Linked DNA regions of Mus musculus: region 1 is linked to region 2. The links are chromatin contacts, called in public HiChIP or PLAC-seq maps. All regions are on one chromosome and are shown on one strand. The core of a region is the stretch at or near the end of the contact, and the rest is flanking DNA. Distances in the headings are between cores, read along the strand shown. Region 1 overlaps Acox1 (acyl-Coenzyme A oxidase 1, palmitoyl). Region 2 overlaps Grb2 (growth factor receptor bound protein 2).

The links. HiChIP or PLAC-seq counts read pairs in DNA pulled down with a chosen protein or histone mark.
Region 1: a contact with region 2 is called in an H3K4me3 HiChIP or PLAC-seq map of bone marrow-derived macrophages, with 4 times the contacts expected there. The contact joins two enhancer-like sites.

Annotation. Positions count from the first base shown.
Region 1 is chr11:116,194,273-116,196,972 of GRCm38.p6, forward strand. The region is part of intron 2 of Acox1 (acyl-Coenzyme A oxidase 1, palmitoyl); the gene reads right to left. Among named protein-coding and RNA genes, the nearest start is that of Ten1, 3.2 kb to the right of the region's middle. Within about 2 kb of position 1,274, at least 44 of the 459 cell types and tissues checked have an H3K27ac peak or open chromatin away from gene starts, as enhancers often do. A contact at or near this core is called in bone marrow-derived macrophages, where this site is marked.
Region 2 is chr11:115,652,197-115,654,896 of GRCm38.p6, forward strand. The region is part of intron 3 of Grb2 (growth factor receptor bound protein 2); the gene reads right to left. Among named protein-coding and RNA genes, the nearest start is that of Slc25a19, 25 kb to the left of the region's middle. Within about 2 kb of position 1,270, at least 39 of the 459 cell types and tissues checked have an H3K27ac peak or open chromatin away from gene starts, as enhancers often do. A contact at or near this core is called in bone marrow-derived macrophages, where this site is marked.

The sequences.
Region 1 (2,700 bases), core at 24-2,523, 540 kb after region 2:
TTCAGCTCCTAGTACTCACAGGGTAGTTCACAACCTTTTATAACTCCACTGCCAGGGGATCCCACACTGCTTTTAACCCCCTCTGGCACCAGGCAAGACAGTAGAATATAAACAAACATGCATGCAAACATCTACTTTCATCAAATATTTTTTAAAAATCAATTTTATAAAAACAACACATTAAAAAAAAAAGAAAAAAAAAGATGACAAACCTCAAACAAAACATAAGAGACCCAGTCTTAATTAATGTTTTTGCAGAGAACCTGGGTTCAATTCCCAGGACCCACATGACAGCTCACAACTGTCCGTAACTCCAGTTCCAGAAGATCAGACACCCTCACACAGACATACATGCAGGCAAAGTACCAATGTGCATAGAATATAGATAAATAGATTTAAAAAATAAGAAGCCTTATCTGGAGGAGGAGGAGGAAGAGGAAGAAGAGGAGGAGGAAGAAGAAGCCGCAGCCGCAGCCGCAGCCGCAGCCGCAGTCGCAGCCGCAGCCACAGCTGGGCAGTGGTGATGCACACCTTCCAGGCAGATCTCCAAGTTTGTGGCCAGCCTGATCTACCTAGTCAGAGCTACACAGAAAAACCCAGTCTCAAAAAACAAAAGCAAACAGATGGGAGGGGGGTTAGTAATAAACACATAACAAAGATAACAGTGAATGCCCTAAATTCCTGGAAATTCCCCTGCCTCAGTAATTCTAGTCCTCGGCCCTCATTGAGCATGCCCACTGTACTTAACAATGAATGGTAAGGGTTTTTTTTTTCCCCCTAAATGCTTATTACTAGTTGAAAAGTAAGCCATCTCCAGCAAGTGACAGGAAACGGGGTAGGGGGCTGGAGAGATGGCTCACTGGTTAAGAACATGTATTGTTCTCTCAGAGGACCAGCGTTCAACCCCCAGTGCCCTCATCAGGCAGCTTGTAACTCCAGCTCCAAGGACTGCCCCATCCCTGGGCACATGCACACATACAGGCACACACACATGTACATGTAAATAAACAATAAAAATAAATAAAAAAAGATACTGGGCAAGAAAGAAGAATGGTTCGAGAAACAGGAGAGACTTGACAGCAGTCACTACCAAGACTAACCACCAGTCTGCTCCTTCAACTTAAACAGACTTCCCGTCACATCCCGGGAACACTTCCTGTTTCAAAGGGCACTGAAACTTATCGCTAGTATTTCATGTTTCCCATGAGGCATGGTCCACAGGAAGGACTTTGTTCTAGGTCTCTGTGACCTCACCTGAGTCTGGCTGCTTGTCGTGCAGTTACAAAGGTTATAAAATATGCTGTATCATCCACTCTACCAAACAACAGCACTCCTCCATGTTGCCCTGAGAAGGTATTGAATTTCAACAGCTTCTGTTTGTGAACCCAGCTCAGTCCGTTTGCTAACACTTCCCTCGGACTTACCCAAGTCCCATAGATTACAAGCTCTAGAAACAAAAGCAAGTATGTGGAGGTTGGCTAGTCTTCTGCTTTGCTACCAAAACTAACCACGAATAAGTAACTATAAATGTAGCTAGGACAGTCCTCAAACTGGATATACATAAGGATGACTCTGACCTGGCTCCACCTCCCATGTGCATAGATTACAAGCACAAGTAAACTAGTATTTCTGATTAGTAAGATCTACTGGAGTTCTGAGGAAGGCCTAAGGAGCAAAGCAAACCATTTCATTGTCACAGTAATGGGTGAATTAAGAAACAGACTCTGGCCGGGCCATGGTAGCACACGCCTTTAATCCCAGCACTCGGGAGGCAGAGGCAGGCAGATTTCTGAGTTCGAGGCCAGCCTGGTCTACAAAGTGAGTTCCAGGACAGCCAGGGCTATACAGAGAAACCCTGTCTCAAAAAATCTAAAAAAAAAAAAAAAAAAACCAGACTCTGAATGCATTGCATCTGTAACTCAAAGGAAAAAGAAGTAACCATTACCACATGAGGGCAGGACTTGTAATATTTATATTAGTTCTTGAAAACATATTCTTAATAACATTTAAGCTTTTCAAGCCAGCTAGGGTGGCTTACATCTGTAACCCCAGCAATAAAGAGGCTGGGGCAGAAAGAATATTTGGGGTTGGAGCCAGCCTGGACTACATAGTGACATAGAGATTAACCTATCTCAAAAGACAAAGCCAAACTTCAAAAGAAAACAGAAACAAAATTTTGTTGTTGTTGCTAAGGTGTCGCAGATTTCATCCAGGATCTGGAACATGCTAGGCAAAAGTGAGTGTTCTCCTGGTCTCAACTTTACAGATGGTTGTGAGCCACCATGTGGTTGCTAGGAATTGAACTTAGGACCTCGGGAAGAGCAGCCAGTGCTCTTAACAGATGACTGACCCCTGCTACTATTTATTTATTTATTTATTTATTTATTTATAAATGCTGGGGACTAAACCTAGTTAGCTGTGCATGGTAGGTAAGGGCTCTATACTGTCGAGGTGTATCTCCAGCCTCCCAGTTTTATCTTTATTAATGAACACGCTGACGAGTTCCTCTATTATGTAAAAACCCAACAGAAGTTTTAAAGGAAATAAAGGAGAAGCAGCAGAGCCACCGCAAGCAAAACACCTTGTGCGAGGATGACTTTGAGGCTAAAGGGGAAGGGGGACCTTTATATGTAATTTTTAAAAGTCCTTTTTAGTGACTTATTTATTCCATATGCATTGGTGTTTTGCCTGTATGTACGC
Region 2 (2,700 bases), core at 20-2,519:
TCTTCCTCTCCCTTCCCCGATCACCAATCACATGCTTTATTTATTTATTTCAGGTATATGAGTACACTGTAGCTGTCTTCAGACACACCAGAAAAGGGAATTGGATACCATTGCAGATGGTTGTGAGCCACCATGTGGTTGCTGGGGTTTGAACTCAGGACCTCTGGAAGAGCAGTCGGTGCTCTCACCTGCTGAGCCATTTCTCCAGCCCAGTACATACTTTTTGTTTTGTTTTGTTTTTGTTTTTTCAAGACAGGGTTTCTCTGTGTAGCCCTAGATGTCCTGGAACTCACTTTGTAGACCAGGCTGGCCTCGAACTCAGAAATCCGCCTGCCTCTGCCTCCCGAGTGCTGGGATTAAAGGTGTGCGCCACCACGCCCGGCTCAGTACATACTTTTTAAACAATTACTCTTTTGAGAATTTCATATAATGCTTTCTGACCATATTCACCCTCTTTTCTTTAAAGCTATAAAGCAGTGGGTTTAAATTAAAGTAGCCTAAATGCACACTAAGGAAGAATAAAGAGCAGCACTTTCTCTCATGCCCCTGCCTTTCATCAGGAGTTGCTGGCTGCAGGCAGTGTGTGCATCTAGGCTTTCTTTATGGGCATCAACCCGACATTTGTGTGAGCCCCAGTGCTTTCTCATTCCCAACTTAAGAATCAACACAATTTTATTTTCAGCTTAAAATTTTAAAAATTTAATTTTAGATTTATACCTATAATTCTAGCACTGAGAAGGAAGAGGCAGGAGGATTACTGTAACTTCAAGGCCTGTCTGGGTTATATAGTGAAGCCATACTTCAAAAACTAAAATAGAACAAAAACATTAGTTTGTAAGCCATTTCACAGATCTGTGTCTGTGTGTATGCTCCAGGCTCACTAAGTATACAGTCTCGAGTTTCCAGCAGTGGGATGAACAGCAGATAGCATCCGGTCGTCGATACTCTTTCACAGGCTAGTTACAAACCTGATAAGCTTCTAAAACCTGGTCTGCAGTGCTAGAGGCAGATGCCAAGGCCTTGTGCACACTGGGCGAGTCCCTGAACACTGACTGAGCTATACTCAGAGCATGTCGGGTTTCTTTCAATGATGATAGTTATGTATGACTGCATGCCTACAGACAAATGTTCTGCTAATCTTTAAAAAAGACTGGATTGGTGTGTGCTGTCCTAAAAATAGCAATCAAGGAAGCCAAGAGTAGGAGATGTATTTTCCAATGCAGTATTTATAGTGTGTCACAGGCCCCTCCCACATGCACTTACTATGAAGCATATGTGTCATCTGCTGGGCACACAGCTCCCTGCAGCCCTGCAGCCGCTGCCACCATAGTGGGTCTTCATTGGACCCAAGTGTATCATTAGGGGGCTGGCAGTCTAGGGTAGGACTGCTCTCTTCCTCTCCAAACAAAGGGGGCAGGGGAGGGCTAACCTCTGGCACACTGCTTTGTGGTGCCACACTAAGCAACATGTACATTCTTAGACCACGTGGCAGTTCCAGGGTGGGAACTGAGCCTGTGAAATCACAGAAACAATCAGAAAAGCAGCCTTCACAGCAGTGTGACCTGGAGGAAGGCTCCTGAATGTTCAACTTCCTTCTGCAGAGTTTAGAGTGGGTGGGGATGGAGCCTACCGACCATCCTTCAGCCAGCTTCAAATAGCCCAGTCTACCGTGCTGAGCTTCCTGCTTAGCTACTTACCAAGGACCAGGAGGACCTGACCCCAGCCCCTCACCAAAGCCGCTTAAGTGCTCTAGCACTGAGCTAACACACCCAGGCCCGAACCTCAAGTGAAGGATCATAGGTTCGTGTACCCACCAACCCAAAACTTTATGTAAAGGGGAAACGGTGAAGCCTGAGCAGCAGTCAGGGAACCATGGCTTGTAGACTAAATGTACCCCATTTTTTAATGTTCCACAACTCAACTGTTCAATTTAAGGCTTCCCTTTTCTTTAATTTTTAAAAATTTATTATTGTATGTGCATACACATACTCACATGACATGAAACACTTGTGGATGTCAGGGGACAACTTCTGAGATTCAGTTCCCTCTTTCTACCCTCGGTTGGGGAATTGTACTTCAGTTATCAGGCCTGTCAGCCCCTAGGCTCTGACCCAGCATTTGTGGACTGCCAAGAGATGCAAGCACTCGGTACTGCACTGCCCTCCTCCTCTGCTCACTAGTGCACTGCCCTCCTCCTCTGCTCACTAGTGCACTGTCCTCCTCCTCTGCTCACTAGTGCACTGTCCTCCTCCTCTGCTCACTAGTGCACTGCCCTCCTCTGCTCCAGGGCTGGGAATCTAGGGCCTCATGAATCTGAGGTGAGCCTTCTACCATGAAACCACATCCCTTTACAGTCTTTCTTTATTTTTAAAAACTATTTTTCTTACGGTGCTGGGGCAGAATCCAGGGCTTTGTGCATGCTAGAGCACGCTCTGCTCTGATGGATCCCTAAAGCATACTCTGTAGGGGATTGTGGGATAGTCCAGAGTCTGACTTACTATTCATATTCAGTTCATGGGATGGGAGGGGGGGTAAAGAAAGAAGGGAAGAAAAAGAATAGAGCGGGTAAAGAGATGGCTAAGTGTTTAAGAACACTTAATGCTCTTTTAGAGTACCTGGGTTCAGTTCCCATCACCCACATTGGTGGCTCACAACCACCTATAACTTCATTTCCAGAGGAACGATGCTATCTTCTAATGT